Regions from separate parts of the Mus musculus genome. Here all the other regions are linked to region 2. The links are chromatin contacts, called in public HiChIP or PLAC-seq maps. All regions are on one chromosome and are shown on one strand. The core of a region is the stretch at or near the end of the contact, and the rest is flanking DNA. Distances in the headings are between cores, read along the strand shown.

Region 1 (4,459 bases), core at 1,871-4,370, 160 kb after region 2:
TAATTGCAGCGTCTCTGTTTAATCTGTAATAGGCCTAGAACCAGAAGCTAATTTGCATGGATTAGAATAGTTCTTCAGAGAAGCTTGACGCTATTTTGAAGATTTCTTATTATCTGATATTGAATGGAAATTATTTTTGCTTTGAAGTCTTATTGGAGAAACATCTGTAAAGAACTCCTGGAAGTCACACACCAAGGATGGACCCACCAAATACCCCAATTCCAGAGATTCTTCAGGCTTTCTTGGAAAAGAACAACCCAATAATAGGTAACATTATTGAGTGATAACTCCTGGCCAGACTGTAGACCCACCTACTCTTCTCATTTAGTCTTTCATTTAATTGGACAGCAAATCTGTAGAGTCAGTACTGTGTCTCTGTGCTTTACTGTAAATACGAGAGTCAACAGTGAAGAGATGGGATAACTTATTCAGGTGAAAATTGCCTCTTGGTTTTAGATGACCTAACACCAAAGTCTGTACCCACTCTTTATCCTGTCCCATCTATTTTAAATTGCTACTACCTCCCTTGCTCCAACTGGAAAATAAATTTTTCTAAATTGCTGTACTGTGTTCACAACCTAACCTGTTTACTCTGCATCGCTTCCTGGACCGGTGACTCTCGGAATCTTTTAGTTATTTTTTTCCTCATTAATTTATTTATTCATTTTGTATCCCAATTTCAGGCCCCTCCCTATTCTCTTCCCAGTCCCACCCTTACCAATCGCTCCCCCAATTGTCCCCTCTCCTTCCCTGATGAGAAGGGGAAGCTCCCCTTTGAGTACCATCTCCGCCTGAGACATCTAGTCCCAGCAAGACTAATCTTCTACTGAGACCCAACCAGGCAGTCCAGGTAGGGGAAGGGTACCCAATGGCAGGCAACAAAGTCAGAGACAGCCCCCATTTCGATTGTTAAGTAACCCACATGAAGACCAAGCTGCACATCTGCTCCAAATGTGTAGGGGGCCTAGGTACAGCCCCTGCATTCTCTTCGGCTGGTGAGGCAGTCACCGTGAGCCCCCAATGGGCCCAGGTTAGTTGACTCTGTAGGTCTTCTTGTGGTGTCCTTGACCCGTCTGGCTTGCTCAATTCTATCTCACACTCTTTCACAAGGTTTCTTTACCTCTGCCTGATGTTTGGCTGTGGGTCTCTGCATCTGTTTCCATCAGTTGCTGGAGGAAGCCTCTCAGGAGACACTTATACTAGGCTCCTGTCTGCAACCATAACAGAATATCATTAATAGCATCAGGGGCTGGCTCTCTCCCATGGGATGGGTCTCAAGTTGGGACAGACATTGGTTGGTCATTCCCTCAATCTCTGCTCTATCTTTATTCCTGCACATTTTGTAAGTAGGACAAATTTTGGGTTGAAGAAGGTTTTGTGGGTGGGTTGATGTCCCCTTCCCTCCACTGGAAGTCCTGCCTGGATACAAGAAGTGGCCACTTCAGTCTCCATATCTACCACTGATAGAAATCACAGCTAGGATCACCTCAATAGATTCCTCAGAGCTTCCTCCATCCAAGATCTCCAGCCAGTTCCAGAGATGCTCCTCATCGATTTCTGTTCTCACTACAAGCCCTCTCCTTCACCCCCTCCCCACATCTGAACCTCACCCCTGTTCCCCTCCTCACACCCTCTCTCACCCAGTTCCTTCTCTCCATTCACTACCCATGACTATTTTGTTTCTGCTTCTAAGGGCCTCCTTGTTACTTAGTTTCTTTGGGTCAACATGAGAATATCAAGATCCATTCACTTGCCTGCAAATTTCATGATGTCTTTGCTTTTAATAGCTGAATAGTATTCCATTGTGTAAATGTACCACATTTGCTTTATCCATTCTTCAGTTGAGGGGATCAGGTTGTTTTTAGTTTCTGGCTATTATGAATAACGCTGCTATGATCATAGTGGAGCACATACCCTTGTGCTGTAGTGGGGCATCTTTAGAGTATATGCCCAGGAGTGGTATAGCTGGGTCTTAGAGTAGAACTATTCCAAAGTTTCTGAAAAACTGCCAAATTGATTTCCAGAGTGGTTGTACAAATTTGCACTTCCACCAGCAATGGAGGAGTGTTCCTCCTTGTTCCACATCCTTGTCAGCATCTGCTGTCACTTGAGTTTTTGACCTTAGCCACTCTGACTGATGTAAGATGGAGTCTCAGAGTCGTTTGATTTGCATTTCCCTGATGGCTAAGGATGTTGAATATTTCTTAAGTGCTTCTTGGCCATTAAAGGTTCCTCTGTTAAGAATTCAGAATCTTTTAAATTTCTGGAGGTTTAAGGCGCCAAGCCTATTTACTTACTGAAAGCCGGCAAATGTGTCCATTCACGTTGAGCAATTAGTACCTGAGGAAGGAGTTGCTCTTAAAGTGAGAGGCTGTTTTCTCTGGTGTCTAGAACTGTGAAACTGTGGACTGAGCACAGCTGGGGTGAGAACGGGGTGGGGTGGGGGTAGTCAAGGGTTTGGTACTTCTTTGTGGCTATGAGACTTCCTCAGGGGAAGCCCTTTGTAGCCACAGGGCTGGTAGCTTAACAGAACAAGTGCTTTGTGATGGTGCAGAGGAAAGGTGGTGTGTGTGTGTGTGTGTGTGTGTGTGTGCAGTGGGGACTTGTGTAGACTTACCTACCAAACACATCAGGTTGCAGAAAGCACTGTTCAACCATAAACCTTGCAATGGTCGGAAATGGTGGGTGGCTTTCTGCCAGACAATAGGAAGCTATTTTAATTCTAAAGTAAAACTAGAAGATTCTGGGGTCGATTGCCAGGCGATTGTTCCTCTGCTGAGAGGCACATGGTGCTTGCTGCTCCACACTGCAAAGTGGCCTTGCATCCCTTGATAGGCCACAGGCCCCCTGACTCAGAACCACACCGAGCCCCGCTTAGGGGATAATTCCTACTAAAGCAGCAGGCAGCAAGATTTACTCAGTTGTGTTAATGAGCAAATGCTTAGAAAAGAATCTGACATTAACAAGGAGTGAAAACAGGCTGTTTGCACCTCCTCAGGGGACTTCAGATGCGAGCTGGAAAGCCCAGCAGGACCACACAGGCAGCACCAGGTCTGCAGTTGGGAAGAGCTGCAGCAAGCAGGACTCTCCTGACTGACTTAGTGGCAGGTGGCACCTTCTTCAAAGCACTGCTATTGTTGAACAGAGATCAAGGCCAGTTTTAGCAGTGACTGATCACCATCAGGTAGGGATAAGGCTGAAGATTTCAAGGTCCCTGTTTTCAAATCCCAACTTCCAACAATAGCTTTGAAGCCACTGCTTGATAATAAGGCCTTCAAATTTAGTCCCTCTGCCGCCCTTTGAGCTTTTAGTGCAGCATGATCTACGTTAAGAGACAAAGAGACGATTGTCATTTGGAATGCATCTTTTTTCCCCAGAAAATGAAAATATTAATTTCTCCTGGTTAAGAAACTCGAAACGTCCCCAAATCCAAATGAAAAAAAGTTAATGCACAGAAAAAACTATCACTATTAATAGTATAAGCTATAGCTCCCAGACACTCAGGAGGCTGAGGCAGAAAGATCCCAAGCTCAAGGTCTGCCTGGGTTACAGTGTGAGTTCAAGGCAAGCCCCTGTAACTTAGGGCTATATAGTGAAATAAAAATAAAAATAAAAATAAAAATGGCTGAAGATACAGCTTATTGGTAGTGTTTGTCTTCCATGTGTAAGGCCTTAGATTCAATTCCCTAGTACAAAAAAACAAAAACAAACACCAGTGTGAGTATATATATATATATATATATATATATATATACTCCCAAACTTTTTATGTATGCACATACTTACCACCACTTACATTTTTAAATTGATTTTTGAGACAGAGTATCTAGCATAGGCTGGCCTCAAACTCCTTAAGTATTAGAGAATAACCTAGAATGTCCTCCTGCCCTTAACTTTCACGTTGGGATTAGAGGTGTGCACCATCATATCTAGTTTATTCAGGGCAAGTGGTTGAAGCCTCACTTGTGTGCACTCTAGGCAAGCACTATCAATTAGAGCCACATCCCCAGCTCTTAATTCAATGGCACTTAGCTAATTGATCTCCTGTAGAGAGACTTTAAGGGCTGTTTGCAAATTTTAGTTATTATAAAGAAGTATGGTGACTATTTTTATTCTCTTTTATTATTATTATTATTTTAGTGTGTGTGTGTGTGCGCACGTGCACATGTGTAGACTAGAGTCTACACATCAGGTATCCTTTATTACTCTTCATCTTAATTTTTTTAGGCCAGGCCTTTTACAACCTGAAGCTTACAGATCTGCAGCAGGCAAAGGGGCCTGGTGCACACAGAGAAGCACTGGAGAAGCCAGGAAAGTTAAACGCACTGCTCACCTCTTCAATGGAATGAAGTGCACAACTGTTTCTTCCTAGAGTGCCAGGAATGATGGAGTTTTACAGCCTGGTGGTCCTTTGCTGTCTGATGAGACAGGCTCTGCCCATGTCTCCCAGTATTAACTT
Region 2 (4,096 bases), core at 597-3,096:
CTACGGTGTACGCACGTACATAAAATAAATCTTTTAAAAGATAAAGCCTTTAACATTCTCAAGGTCAATTCAGTAAGTACTCTTCAAGTCCTTCCATCTAAAAACCGATAGTTAAAAAGAGTCCCCAATAATAAATAAAAAATAATTAAGATATGTATTCATGTATGTTATTAATATTTTTAAATTACTCTTTGAGGGGCTAAGAGTACAGCTCAGTTGGTAGAGTGCTTGCCCAGTATGCAGGAGGCCCTAGAATCAATCCCAGGCACCATAGCAACCCGGTGTGACGGCAGCTCTGAGGAGGGAGAAGCAGGAGAATTAGGAATTCAAGGCTGCACAGTGGATCAGAGGCCAGTCTGGACTACATGAGATACTCTTAAAAAAAAAAAGTAAATAAGGTTTCATTTTCGATTAAGAACTTTGCTGTTCAGTAATATCTTATAAAATGTTTTTATAGTCATTTGCAATGCAGGTGTATATTGTATATTTATAAAAAACGTATGCATAAAAGATGGCTGTCAAGGTGGATACCAATGTTTACATAGCAGGTACTGCTCTATAGAAAGATTATGACTATTCTTATTTTCCTACCTACCCTTCCATGTTTTTTTTTTCACTTTACAATCAGAAAGGCAGGCAGATCTCTGTGAGTTCAAAACCGGACTGGTCAACAGATTGAGTCCCAGGACAATAGGGCTATTCAGAGAAACTTTGTCTGGAAACCCATCATCATCATCATCACCACCATCATCACCATCATAATAATTTAAAATGTATTCTCAAACATCTTTAAACATCCATACTTCAAAAAGATTACTAAATTGCCTCAAATTATTCCCATCTCAGGTACAAGAAGGAATTAAAACCACAAGAACGGTATCTTACTAACCATCTTTTTTTTTTTAAGGTATCTCATCTTTTCTCAAATTGGCTTTAATATTTTATACTTCCTAAAAACATACCATCTCTAAAACTAACAGAATCAAGGTGCCAAATTTTTCCCAAATACTTTAGGAAAATAACTCATTAACAATGCCACAGTAAAACTAAAAACTGTTTCTAATAAAACTAACACCATTTATTTGAAAGAACAACATGGTGGGTAGGATGCAGCCCAGTGATCCAGTGGTTGACTAGCACAGAAGGGCCACTCCTCAGTATGAACACCACGTCTATCTCATTCCTGTAATTTTTATGCAGCAAAAAAAAAAAAAAACATCTTTAGCCAGACATGGTGGCACATGCCTTGCACCCCAGCATTTGGGAGGTAGACCTCCGAGTTCTAGGCCAGTCTGGTCTACACAGCAAGTTCCAGGACAGCCTAGTGGAATGAGGAACGTGGTAGGTCCTGCCCCACCCCCACCACCAAAAAGGCAGAGAGGAGTTATCCGGAACTTAGGGGAGGAAATCAGCACTCTGGAAATGAAAGGCATATGATATAGAAGCATTTATTCATAAAAAGACCAGATTTTCAGTTAACACAGTGCAAATCACTGGCATCCCTGCCCAAGGCTGCTCGCTATGCCATTCTAGGTGAACATGGAAACAGACAAAAAACAAAACAAAAACAGACAACACACACTACACACACACACACACACACACACACACACACCACACACACACACAAACACACACACACCACACACACACACACACCACACACCATACACCACACACACACACACCACACACACACACACAAACACACACACACCACACACACACACACACACCACACACCATACACCACACACACACACACACACACACACACTCACTTACCACACACAGTTCCTGCCCTGAGCACTGCTGGTTACAGTGACCTGGGTGAAAGACAAGCAAGAGGCCTGAAGCTTAGAGAGCATAAGATGGTGTCATCCCTAGATTCAGTAAACTAACTAGAAATGTAACGGAAAGCGAGACAGTTAGGAGTCTGGTTACTTTCCCATGTGTCTGAGCTGTGGTTATGCTTTGTGGGGACATAGAAGAAACTGGCAGGGCCCAAGCCGTCTACCTACACCTGGAAGTCAACAGGGCAATAGAGACCATCTCTGTGCAGGCAGAGGGGACATGAGATGACCCAGCAGAGAGTAAATGCCAAACCTCCCCTTGAAAACTGCCTGAAATTTAAATGTTCCCAAACTCACACAGGATCTGTCAGCTGTGAGTGGCTTTTGACCATAACATCAGGCAGACACAAGCCAACCCTCAAAGCCACAAACCACAGCGAGCTGGAACACAGGAATTTAAGCACAGACAAGTCGGCTCTCCCACCTGCCAGGAAGCAACAACCTGGAGAGGGGAGCTCGGGAGCCAGAAACATTACCGTAAAGATCCTAAACTGTCCACAACCTGGAGAGGGGAGCTCAGGATCCAGAAACATTACCGTAAAGATCCTAAACTGTCCACAACCTGGAGAGGGGAGCTCAGGATCCAGAAACATTACCGTAAAGATCCTAAACTGTCCACAACCTGGAGAGGGGAGCTCAGGATCCAGAAACATTACCGTAAAGATCCTAAACTGTCCACAACCTGGAGAGGGGAGCTCGGGATCCAGAAACATTACCGTAAAGATCCTAAACTGTCCAGCTCTTAGCAAACATGACACATGCAGAGAAAAAGTAGATGTGACCCACAGGCTACAAAGAACTGACTGGACACAGAGAAGACTTCAAAGAGGCTATTTCCTTCGTGGAGGCAGAGGAAACCATATCTGATCGGCTGATCAGTGATTCAGTAATCAGCTTCATTAAAGAGAAAATTACAAGAAGGGGTCACAGGGAAAACGTGTTGAAAAATGTAACAACTCGGGTTTGGTTTGGTTCTGAAGTCATTAGAACAGCTCAATGGAAGGAAGAATCGAAGACTAGGGCTAGAGGGATGGCCAGTGAGTAAGTGCTTGCTGCGCATGCGTGAGGTCCATTTCACGTCTCCAGCACCCAAGTAAAGCCAGGTATGGCAGGACACACAGGTAAGCCCAGCACTGGAGAGTGGAGAGACAGGAGGGTCCCAGGGACTCAATGGCCAGTCAGCAAACGGGTTCAGTGAGAGACCCTATCTCAAATAGTAAGGTAGAAAGTGACCGAGGAAGAGGCCGACCATCAACCTCTGGTCTTCACATACACATGCACAGGCAAGTATTTCTGCATCTCTATGTGCACACGTGCATACGGTTCTATAGACACTAAACAAGTGGAGCCAATGTTAAAAGCAGAATCAAAGAACTTGAAAGGCAGATCAATAGAAATTATTCCACTGGAAAAATGAGAGAGCAAAGATGAGTTGTCTAAGAACCCTGTGAAACACTGTGCACCACACTGACAGCGTGTGGAAGTCCCTCTCAAACATGCTACAAAGAGGAGAGGAAGAAACTCTCAGAGATGTTGGCAAACGCTGGGGGTTGGTCTGTCACTATGTATGCCATTGCTAAAGTCTCAACCCCAAGATCTGGTTGTTGTCCAGACAAGTGTGTTCTCACATACACTGGCCTTTGTTGGGTAACCCTTGCTCCCCAGTTTAAAGCTATTGGTTAATAAAAGGCTAGAGCCTGTGATTGGATAGTAGAGAGAGAGAGGTGGAACTTAAAAATCGAATGAGAGAGACCACGGGAAGATGGAAAAAGAAGACAAAGAGATCAGGAGGCCTCCATTAGACAAGATGGACCAGCAGCACGTGGCCCAGAGAAGTGCACCCCAAGGACAGCTGATGGAGCAAAAGCAGCCTGAGCGAGACTCAAACAGTGAGTCACAAGGGACAAAGGGTTTGTATATGTGAGAGAACAGCACAGAACCCGCCCAACCTAGGCTTATAGCTTGTAAACAAAATACCAAGTTTCTGTGTCTTTTATGTGGGCTAGATAGACTATATAATTCATCTATAGGCAAACAAGTTTTACAGTTTTATAACAGTATTTACCTAAGATAGTATACACATCTCTAATCTCAGCATTATGAGGTATAGGGAAGAGGATAAGAAGTCCAAAGCCATGCTGGGCAACTGTCTTAGTCAGGGTTTCTATTCCTGCACAAACATCATGACCAAGAAGCAAGTTGGAGAGGAAAGGGTTTATTCAGCTTACACTTCCATATTGCTG
Region 3 (4,287 bases), core at 1,303-3,802, 230 kb after region 2:
GCTTTGAAACATTGTTTCATCTGAGGAATAGAAAGTACACAAGCCTGCCTCTATATGACACCAAATCCACAAGGTATTATTCAATTCCTTCCCATAAGACATCTTAATTGAATCGTTGTGAACAGCTTGGTCAGGATATGTCCCGAACAAACTCCTGGTCATCCACTGTAACTTCTGTCACTCGTGAGACTGCTCAGACTCAGATCCTTAAACATATGTCTCTTTGTTATATTAACTTTCCATGGACATACATCTTAAAAAAGCATAATATAAAAGATCATGTTGAACTTTCTAGTTTAGCAGCAGTCCAGCAAGGGTCCCAGGGATTAGATAGAATGGGTTGAGGAAGGATTAATGACTCCTCTCGACCTTGGGACTTATGCGGGGAGGATGATTAAGAAACAGGAGGGAGAGACACAATGTTCTGAGAGCCTCTGGTCATCTGAAAGAGTAAAAACAAAACCAGGACACCAACAAGAGTATCGGTTGACCAGCAGATATCTGAGCACCTGTGATATGTAAATGACAGTATGCATAAATAGCATGCATACTGGAAATTAGCTCTGACTCAGATTATGTATGTCCCCCTGTCACATGCAAGGTTCAGGGAAACTAGCCCTTACAGTAAGTGGCTTTTTTCCTTTCTTCCTTCCTTCTTTTCTTTCTTTCTTTCTTTCTTTCTTTCTTTCTTTCTTTCTTTTTTTTTTTTCTGAGGCAGGGTTTCTCTTTATAGCACTGGCTGTCCTCGACCTGGCTCTGTAGACCAGGCTGGCCTTGAATTCACAGTAATCTATTTGCTTCTGCCTGCCAAGTGGTGGGATTAAAGGCATGTTCCACCAATAACCAGCAGTGCATTATTTATTAAAATAGGCTTGTATATTTTAAGATTATAACATAATTACACCATTTTCTTCATCCCTGCCCTTCACCCACCATAGCACTTGGGAGAATGGGCTCTACAACTCACTTGAGCAGCAGAGTAGAGCTGGCCTTGGTAGTGTGTGTAGTGTGTGTGTGTGTGTGTGTGTGTGTAAACTGACCCTGAGGAGTGAGGGTGGGAGGGAGGGAGAGCTGTCTCTGACACTCCTCTGCCATGAGGTTGGTAGGGGGAAGAGGTATGCCCTCTGCTCCCTTGCCCCTTGACATCTGAGGCAGTTGGGAGAGCCGACCCTGCCTCCTGCCTGATTGAGCCATTTGGCAAGCTAGCCAGAGCAGTGCTGGAGTGCTTGCCCTGGAGGGATAAGGAAGAACACACATGTTGAGCAGCAGAGACAACACCCAGGTGCAGATCCAGCACTCTGAACTGGCCTACCCCAAAATCTCTATCATCAGTGAACAGTTGGGATGTGTGCAAGGGTCCCACTGTCCCAAAGCTAAGAAAGATCTCCATAAATGCTCACCATCACTAGAAATTAGAAAAATGTGAATCAAGACCACTTTGAGATTTCATCTTACCCTACTCAGAAAGGTGTGTTCTTCTCGAGGACCCCTGTTACGGGCCAAGCACATTGGGGACATTCTGTTGACTACTGTTCTAGTTTGCTTTCTGTTGCTGAGCTAGAACTCTGACCAGAAGCAACCTCTGGAGGAAAGGGCTTATTTCTCTTATAGGTTACAGGCAATCATCAAGGAAGACAAAACAAAGATGGGGAGAGAACTGAAGTGAGACCGCTGTAGAAGAAATTACTTACTGCCTTGCTTCTCCTGGCTTGCTCAGCTATCTTTTTAAATTCAGCCCAGGCCCATCTGCCTCGGGGGATGGGGGAGGAGGCAGCATCCACAGTGGGCTGCACCTTCCTACATCAATCAACAATTAAGAAGCTGCGTCAAAAGCACAGCCATAGGCTAATCAGATGGAGACAGTTACTCAATTAAGACTTTGTCTTCCCAGGTGTGTCAAGTTGCCAACTATGATTAGCCAACAGAAACATGAGAATGCAGACTGCAGGCTGGTCTATGTCTGCCGTCCAGAATGGCTACAGTCTGAAACCAAGGCACTCGTCTTCTAGCCAAGCACACCAAGTAATTCTAATGCACAGCTCACACCACTAGAATCCCTGCTATGTGAGTGCAATGTGAATTAAGATCGGAATTACTTTTGGTCCAAGTGGTAATGGAGACAGATAGTTTCATGGGGGGATAATTTGAACTGAGGCTGTAGCCAGGTTGTCTTAAGTAGGACATCCACCAGGAAGTGTTCCAGGATGGAGGAGTGGCTGGCCAGGTGAAGAAGCACAGAGGGCCAGTCGTTGTCCCACAGAGGAAGCTCTGTTCTGGGTTGCAATCAGCAAGTCACCTACTTCAAGAACTGCCAGGGCCCAGTCCTCCTTCCTGCATGGTCTATTCTGCAGTCCTCCAGGCTACCCTCTCACGTGATATTGGAGAGGGACTGAGGTATGCAAAGCTGATTTTTCTTTCTGCTCCCTTGTCAGAGAGTTAGCTAAACTCGCTGGCTTTTTGCCTTCTGTCAAGTCGGCTGTTCTCTGAATCCAAGCAGAAGTATGAGAATTTTTTTTTCCACTCTGGCTGGAATTCTGCTGTTCTCACCACTTTGAGAAAGCCACAAGCTAGCAGACTCAATTTCCAAACGAAAAGCAGCGCTCTCCACAGTACCCCTGCAGTGTATCCAGGAGGCCAGCATATGGCCTAAACAGCACATTTTGTAGCTCTGCAGCCTTTGGGGTGAGCATGTGACATGTAGTAGTTAAGTTGTCACAAAGAACTCAAACGCCTGAACCAATAGTTGCACCCGGGATGGGTTCATACTGCCCTTTCTAGGCTACACGGAGACTGCCATTAAAATAAATGCAAGTCTTTAATGATTGGCTTGGCAGCTTCTCACTAGTTTTCAGCTAATGTTATGTGAGACACTGAAGGAGGCAGAGGCATTCATGTCCCTGTGGAGTCTAGGGACTGGTCTCACTGTCTTAGTTAGGGGTTTATTGCTATGAACAGACACCATGACCAAGGTAAGTCTTACAAATGATAACATTTAATGGGGCTGGCTTACAGGTTCAGAGGTTCAGTCCATTATTATTAAGGCAGGAACATGGCAGCATCAAGGCAGACATGGTGCATGGGGAGCTGAGAGTTCTATATCTTCATCTGAAGGCTGCTAGCAGAATACTGACTTTCAGGCAGCTAGGATGAGAGTCTTAAAGGCCACGCCCACAGTGACACGTCTACTCCAAAAAGGGCCACACCTACTCTAACAGGGCCATACCTTCTAATAGTGCCACTCCCTGGGCCAAGCATATACAAACTATCACACTCACCATTCATCAGACCAGCCCTACCCTTCTCTATAATTCCACCAAACACTGCTGCTTCCCTGATAGCCCTCCCTCCACACATAGAAGGTTGCAGCAGAAAGACCACGGTGAGTCTGCCTGGACCAAGATGTAGGCCCTGGTGTGATGGACACTGTGGTGCACTGTTGCATGTTCTCCCAGGAAGAATTTATCCTGATTCCAGGAGTGCAGCCAGTTATCAGCTGCCAGCTCTGCAAGAACTGCTGTAGTTCCATGCCCCCCAGCTCCAGCCCTAGCCCCGTGCATGCTTTGTGGTCCATAGCCAGTAATCAATACTGGTGAGCCTCTGGCCCTGCTTCCCACCCCTGCTTCTCTGGTGCTATCCAAGAGAATTCACGTATTGCCTTCATAGCCTTAGCTTGCAGAGAGCCCAACTCCTGACACACAGTGGTTTACACTGAGGCTGGCAGGCTCCTAAGCCCCATGACCCAAAAAGCAGTACTTAACTCCCTCATTTTCAAATTGGCATTACTAATTTCTAGACTGGCTTGTTGTGAACATGCATGACTTTATATATGGTGCAGAATAATCCTTCATGATTTTTAGATACCATAGTTCTTGGTCAAGTTCCTCAACTTGTTTGAGGGTCTTTATCAACCCAAACTTGCAAATATGCTGGTAGCTCAGTGGTAGAACATGTACCTAGTACGCATGAGTCAATTCCTGCATCAAAAATAAAACTCAAGTCTGCAAACAGTGCCACTTGAAACTGAGAGTTTTTGTAAGGATTAAATGGCATAAAGCATGAATATGTCACACACTGAACAGACACGCCCATACACTTACATGTGTGACATTCTGAACAGATACCCTCCTTATATATGTGACACTCTAAACAGACACACCCCACCCTTACAAATGCCACACTCTGAAAAGATACGCCCACACCCTTACATATGTGATACACTGAACAGACATGACTCCACTCTTACATATGTGACACACTGAACAGACATGCTCACACCTTTACATAGGT

Evidence for each region. HiChIP or PLAC-seq counts read pairs in DNA pulled down with a chosen protein or histone mark.
Region 1: a contact with region 2 is called in an H3K27ac HiChIP or PLAC-seq map of T-cell acute lymphoblastic leukemia, with 2.7 times the contacts expected there. The contact joins two enhancer-like sites. A contact is called at or near these places in 1 of 484 Hi-C or Micro-C datasets (bone marrow-derived macrophages), 6 of 115 datasets of contacts at active chromatin or transcription factors (DN3 thymocytes, the HPC-7 cell line, T-cell acute lymphoblastic leukemia and 3 more) and 3 of 9 other capture datasets (adipose tissue, liver and pancreatic islet).
Region 3: an H3K4me3 HiChIP or PLAC-seq map of bone marrow-derived macrophages shows a contact between it and region 2, with 4 times the contacts expected there. The contact joins two enhancer-like sites. A contact is called at or near these places in 1 of 15 datasets of contacts at CTCF or cohesin (the NIH/3T3 cell line), 1 of 484 Hi-C or Micro-C datasets (bone marrow-derived macrophages), 5 of 115 datasets of contacts at active chromatin or transcription factors (the 230-238 cell line, the HPC-7 cell line, acute myeloid leukemia and 1 more) and 1 of 9 other capture datasets (bone marrow-derived macrophages).

The regions. Positions count from the first base shown.
Region 1 is chr12:32,166,436-32,170,894 of GRCm38.p6, forward strand. No RefSeq gene overlaps it. Among named protein-coding and RNA genes, the nearest start is that of Gm40374, 25 kb to the left of the region's middle. Within about 2 kb of position 3,121, at least 68 of the 459 cell types and tissues checked have an H3K27ac peak or open chromatin away from gene starts, as enhancers often do. A contact at or near this core is called in DN3 thymocytes, T-cell acute lymphoblastic leukemia and memory CD8 T cells, where this site is marked.
Region 2 is chr12:32,007,580-32,011,675 of GRCm38.p6, forward strand. All of the region lies in intron 2 of Prkar2b (protein kinase, cAMP dependent regulatory, type II beta), which reads right to left. Among named protein-coding and RNA genes, the nearest start is that of Prkar2b, 52 kb to the right of the region's middle. Within about 2 kb of position 1,847, at least 75 of the 459 cell types and tissues checked have an H3K27ac peak or open chromatin away from gene starts, as enhancers often do. A contact at or near this core is called in DN3 thymocytes, T-cell acute lymphoblastic leukemia, bone marrow-derived macrophages and 1 more, where this site is marked.
Region 3 is chr12:32,236,134-32,240,420 of GRCm38.p6, forward strand. No RefSeq gene overlaps it. Among named protein-coding and RNA genes, the nearest start is that of Gm33308, 8.0 kb to the right of the region's middle. Within about 2 kb of position 2,553, at least 21 of the 459 cell types and tissues checked have an H3K27ac peak or open chromatin away from gene starts, as enhancers often do. A contact at or near this core is called in bone marrow-derived macrophages, where this site is marked.